Regions from separate parts of the Mus musculus genome. Here region 2 is linked to region 1. The links are chromatin contacts, called in public HiChIP or PLAC-seq maps. All regions are on one chromosome and are shown on one strand. The core of a region is the stretch at or near the end of the contact, and the rest is flanking DNA. Distances in the headings are between cores, read along the strand shown. Region 1 overlaps Zdhhc9 (zinc finger, DHHC domain containing 9). Region 2 holds the start of Zdhhc9 (zinc finger, DHHC domain containing 9).

What was found. HiChIP or PLAC-seq counts read pairs in DNA pulled down with a chosen protein or histone mark.
Region 2: an H3K27ac HiChIP or PLAC-seq map of microglia shows a contact between it and region 1, with 5 times the contacts expected there. The contact joins the promoter of Zdhhc9 here to the enhancer-like site in region 1. A contact is called at or near these places in 7 of 484 Hi-C or Micro-C datasets (the G1E-ER4 cell line, the HL-1 cell line, double positive thymocytes and 2 more), 7 of 115 datasets of contacts at active chromatin or transcription factors (the SCID.adh cell line, effector CD8 T cells, embryonic stem cells and 3 more) and 3 of 9 other capture datasets (adipose tissue, embryonic stem cells and liver).

The regions. Positions count from the first base shown.
Region 1 is chrX:48,170,791-48,173,646 of GRCm38.p6, forward strand. It overlaps Zdhhc9 (zinc finger, DHHC domain containing 9), which reads right to left. Exons shown (of 10, transcript NM_172465.4): 10 at 1,181-2,851. The coding sequence ends at 2,735. Among named protein-coding and RNA genes, the nearest start is that of Sash3, 26 kb to the left of the region's middle. Within about 2 kb of position 1,506, at least 2 of the 459 cell types and tissues checked have an H3K27ac peak or open chromatin away from gene starts, as enhancers often do. A contact at or near this core is called in microglia, where this site is marked.
Region 2 is chrX:48,207,341-48,210,196 of GRCm38.p6, forward strand. It overlaps Zdhhc9 (zinc finger, DHHC domain containing 9), which reads right to left and starts at 1,362. Exons shown (of 10, transcript NM_172465.4): 1 at 1,140-1,362.

The DNA of each region.
Region 1 (2,856 bases), core at 256-2,755:
ATCAATTCTTCAATCTCTCCTCCGATCAGAACTCAGATTAAGGGACAGTCCCAGCTGGTATATGGTATGAATGGGACAGATCTTGAGGCCAAGGTCTTAAATACAGAAGGTTTATTTAAAAAAAAAAAAGAAGAGAGAGAGAGAGAGAGAGAGAGAGAGAAGATTTAAAAAACAAAACAACAGAAAACCAAAAACCTTTTGCACTAGAGATAAAAGATTTCCATTTTGATCCTTCCCACCAGAAAGAGAAAGCTCTTCTGGCCAACCTAAGGGGCAACAGAAGAGTAGCTGAGGTAAGTCGAGGAAGGAAAGCAATCCATCCTGGCCCACAAGTGGAGATGGGCTGAGTACTGACTAGAAAGGGAGCCCCATGGGGAACAGGTTGATTGGAAAAAAGCAAACACACACACACACACACACACACACACACACACACGAGTAACTTCCACACTCTCTATGATTGCCCTAATTTTGAACTAACTGAAATTGAACTGTAAGAACCAAACTGAGAGAGAGAGAGAGAAAGAGAGAGAGAGAGAGAGAGAGAGAGAGAAGCAGCAGAAAGGAGCGAATCTGAATCAATCTCTCTCCCAATGACTCTCCTCACCCCCCGGGAATATTCAATGCAAATTCTGCAATAACCCAAAACAAAAAGACACAGAGAAACCTGGGAGCAGCCAAATTTCACTAATTACAAGTAACCAGAGTGAACCAGGAGTCTTGAGGATAGACCATTTGAAAAGAAATGCATGCTATCACTTGTTAAAGATCACTAATGAAATATTTCCAAGGGGAGGCCCTGGGGAGCCTGCTTTGAAAGCCAAGACCCACTAGCAGATAACACTGTCCATCTACTTAAAACAATGAAGAACATGGTCTCCTAAGTAGTTGGAAACCCTCTACTCTCCCAGTCTTCTTCACACTGTATATTGCTTGGAAGTCCTGTGTTCATAGTCTAGAATAAGATAAATTTCTGCCCAGATTTAAATAGATCATTGGAGAGGTTGAATTTGAGAGGTATGAATCTCTTGAACCCAAGGGTACCCTGGAAAATGGAAGTATGGGAAGTAACAAGCAACCCTCCTACCCCACCCGCCCACCCCCTGACCCAACACACAAACACATTCACAACCCCATGGTGGTTCTTGAAATGGAAGAGGAAGGAGGAGGCAGGCATCTTGCATTAGACACAGTTTAATCGCCTTCAAATAGATTAAAAGTCGTGGTTTGCACCCCTCCCTGTCCCCGTAAGTCATCCAGACAAGACCCTGGCTTAGAAAGAGAAAAACACAGGTGCTCTAGGAAATATAGCCACATATAATACATAGTTCTTCTTCCCTGAAATAGTGCAGGTCCCGAGCAGAGCTGCCTGGGGGGCTGCAGTCCACCCCCAGGATCAAGTGGCTCTGGGACTCTGCCGGTGGAAGTGCTGGAAGAGCAGGGGCTTAGATGAAGCCCCTGGTGTGGTTACCGTTGCCAGAGGTGGGCTGAGGCCTTGGAGCGGGATACCCGGAGGGTGGGGCAGCAGTGCTGGGCTTTCCCTCACTCAGCCAAGGCTTAATGGAAGTACTGATTAGTCTTTTTTTTCTCTCTCTTTTGTTTTGAGGGGATGATGAGGGAGGGGAGGGGAGAGGTGGGGAGAAGAGAGGAGAGGAGAGGAGAGGAGAGGAGAGGAGAGGAGAGGAGAGGAGAGGAGAGGAGAGGAGAGGAGAGGAGAGGAGAGGAGAGGAGAGGAGAGGAGAGCCTCTCTGTGCCTTGGCTTCCCCATTTGTGCATTCACGGCCTCTGTAGGCCTTACACAAGAAGTCTGAGGGGTAGTGTTTAAGTGAGCACTCAGGCTTCCCCTGAGGAAAAGAAACCAGCAAAGTGCAGACTTTTATTACTGCTAGTCCTGCTCCCGGCTGAAGCAGGAGTCAAAAGGAGAAAATGAAAGTGGACTCATGAGCAAAGAGGGGAGATGAGACAGAGAGTGTGAGGGGCTGTGTTGTTGGCATCTCATCAATGCTTATTGAGAATAGCACAGGCATTGAAGTTTCTGGAGAACGTAGGAGAAATGTATTATCTCTACCATGACTACTTACGTATAGCATCTAATGGGGGAAAGAGTGGGATTTGGATGTTAGAGAGTAGATGGGGGGGGAGAAAAGAGAAGCTACAGAAATAAATACAAGTGGAAGGTACCTGCCCTATTCCTAAAAGGATTGGCTGGCAATGCTGGCACTTTGGAGCCAGGAGAATCCTCCAGCGTCCCTCTCCAATCCTTAGTTCTGAAGGAGTCAAGAGCCCAGTTAGAATTCCCTGGCCAGAGGTCTCTGTGACTGCCTCTGGACTCGGGACATGCAGCAGCTGGAAAGGACTGGAGTCAGTCTTGAGACTCTTTAGCCCCAGAAAGAGACCAATGACCCCCAGCAGGGGAGCTAGGATCTGGAGGGAAGAGGAGGGGAGTCCAAGGATACCTTGTGGCTGAGACAATGGGAAACCAACCAGTGCCATGTCCCAAGAGACCCATTTGTCCAGTTGCCAGATGTGACTGGCATCTTCTGCCACTGTCTTAAGTTCAAACATTAAAAAAAAAAAGTTTGCAGCAAGAAGATGCCGGTAATTGGGTGACTAAAGACCAAAGAAAAATAGTAATAAGGGACAGCTCATTTGTTCTCTGTCTCAGGTGGTTGTCTCCCCTGAAATCTCTCATAGCCCTAATGAAACACAAACAAAAGTCTCTTCCATAGAGAGGCTACTTCTCAGCTTCGGATGCCTCCTGTGGTGGCTCTGGGGGTTCTGGAGGTGGCATCTCTTCAGGAATGCTGGTGTCCTCTGCCATCTCATTAGAGTTCATATGCTCTGTGGAGGCCTGAG
Region 2 (2,856 bases), core at 112-2,611, 36 kb after region 1:
TTGTTGTCCTTTGTCCCTAAGTAGCCCTTCCCATACCTCCTCTACCTCTCCTTCTTTCTTCAATATTCAAATATTACTCACAGGAAGGAACAAGTAACCCTCTGGCTGGGGTAAGCTGTTCAGGGCATTCTGGAAGCATACACACATTGTATTTCCACAAAACAGATTTCCCCTAATCAAACCTTCTGTAACTTCTGGAGTCCGAAATGAAATCTTCTGGCTGGTCTAGTTTAACATTTGTGAGCCCACATCATATTGTAGATAAAAAGGCTTCCTTAAACAGGAGAGATCCTGGGATGGTTGGCAACTGATGCTGGGGTTGGGGGTGGCTGAGGGCGGTGGCAGCAGCTAAGAAAAGTCCCTTGGGGGCTTTCTAGGACATTTCACCAGTATCATAGCTCCATTCAGCATCCTGGATTTCCGGGCCTCGCCTTTCCCAGCCACTGTCATCCTCCTCTTCTCTCAGGTGCTGGGCTGTGTCCTCTACTTACTGGCACCACATGCCCCATGCTGGCAAGAATGAGGCGGAAGCCTGCAGCCCGATGAGCAAGAAACAACCAGCCAGAGAGCATTCCCGAGCTAGAGAGGGCAAAGGTCCAAAAGGGGACTAAGAGCCTAGCAACAAGATGGAAAGGTGTAAGGCTTGGGAAAGGGGAGGGGGCCCCAGAGGTGCAAAGATCACTTCCTTTGTGTAAAACTAACCTGGAAAACAATCTCCCCCCTCCCCCCGCCTCCATAAACTGACCCAGCAGAAGAACACAGACTAGGAAGGGGGACCCAACCTGGGAGAAGGAAAATTAAAATCCGTCAGAAAGCAGCGACCTGGTTCAGCAGCTTAGCGCCAGAAGCCAGGGCTGTGCAGCGGGCTCGTCCTCAGGAGGCCCGCCCTGCCTCCGCCACGCAGCCGACCACCGCCCCAGGCTGGCTGGGACGCGCGCCACATCCACACGCACACGCGTCCACACGCTCGTACACACTCACACACGCCCCGCCACGTGTAGTCACCCCCGGCCAGGGGCTCCGTGGCTGGCGAGCTGAGCAGGGCGGTGCCAACGTCCCTGGGTCCCGGCGGAGCTGAAGGGGGATGCAGCCCTCCAGAGAGCCGAGCCCCGGAGACCCCCACCCCCACCCCTTGTTACCTGAACAAGGGACACTGAACTCGGCCGGCAACTGGGGGCAGAAAGTGCACACTGTCCCGGGGGATCTCGTCAGCAGCCAGAGGTGGTAGCGACTTCTCCCTGACAGGGAGGGTGCCTCCTCCTGACAAGGGGCCCCAATAGTCGGGGCCCTAAACCAGCTGTGGCAACCGCCCACCGCTGGCGGAATGGAACGCTCCTCACGTCACCAGGTCGCTCCAGTAGTTGCTCGTCCTCCATTGGCTAAACGATCACAATGTCTCCATCCCGCCCCCAACGCGTACTACCATTGGCTACTTCGAACGTCACTCCAGAATCCCTCCGCCCACTCCCCCCACCCATCTCCTTGCTACAAGCCCACCTGCCAAGCTCCAGCCAGCTTCTCTCTGGGGTCTGAGCACCAGGACGCGAAGTGTTCTCGTCTATTAATATAGTTACGCAAAAGCGGAGGCGTAAGGTGGTGTGGACCGGACAAGGGAGGAGCCAAGAGCAGCCTCCCCACAAACACACTGAAGCAACACTAGCTCACAAATCCGGACTCTAACCCTGAATTCCGTCTTACCCTGGGCCTCTCCACTGCCGTTTGCCTTTAAATTGACCAAGGTCTGTTCGTGGGCATCTTAACGTTACATTCTCTGCCGCCTAAGTCCCATTCAGAAGCCTCGGACTCCCACGCAATCTCGAGGGCTTTCAGAACAGAAAAAGAATATGAAAAGAGATAACCATATCTGAGAATGTCATTTTGTGATATTGAAAACAAGTCATTGACATTAAGGAAGTTGGAGGAACTCCACTGAGACAACATAAATATTTCCAGGTAGATAATGATGCAAAGATTGCCAAAAGGTAGTTAATTTCTATTTTCTATTAGAATTTGAGATCTTGTTGGGTGTGGTGAAGCTAAGGCAAGAAGATTTGAAGCCACCCTGGTCTGACATTTGAGTTCCATGCCAGCCAGGGCTACATAGAAAGATCCTGGTTCAAATGCACAAAACAAAAGAACTGGAGATATTATGATAACAAAGGGAGGGGCATCCAAGGCAGAATTTTCATACATCAACCAGATTGATTCTTTCCTTCTGGTGCCTCCTGGCAGTTAGTTACTGTTACTGAGCCTCTGCTATCAACGGCTAGTAACACCATTTAGAAAATTGAGACTGGAGTGGGGAAAACAGTTGAGAATCACACTATTATATTATATTATATTATATTATATTATATTATATTATAGGGTGGATGTTACAAGGCACCAGATCTGTTTCCACCAGTATGACTGGTTCTTACCTTCCAAATAATATGAGGGATGTTTAAAAGTGACCTCTCCTTACCTACCACACTATGTTATCAACCCAGGTTTCCTAGAGCTTGACCAAAGTTTTCCTAGGGTTTCCAATAATAGTTGGAATTAGTTCAGAAGTGACTGCCAATGCTCTCCCAAAGGCAGCTTTGTGGTAGTTTTAATGAGAGACCACATACATGGTCAAGAATTATTATTCTTGGGCTGGTGAGATGGCTCAGTGGGTAAGAGCACCCGATTGTTCTTCCGAAGGTCCAAAGTTCAAATCCCAGCAACCACATGGTGGCTCACAACCATCCGTAATGAGATCTGACGCCCTCTTCTGGAGTGTCTGAAGACAGCTACAGTGTACTTACATATAATAAATAAATAAATCTTTAAAAAAAAAAAAGAATTATTATTCTTTTATAGTATTTTGCTCCC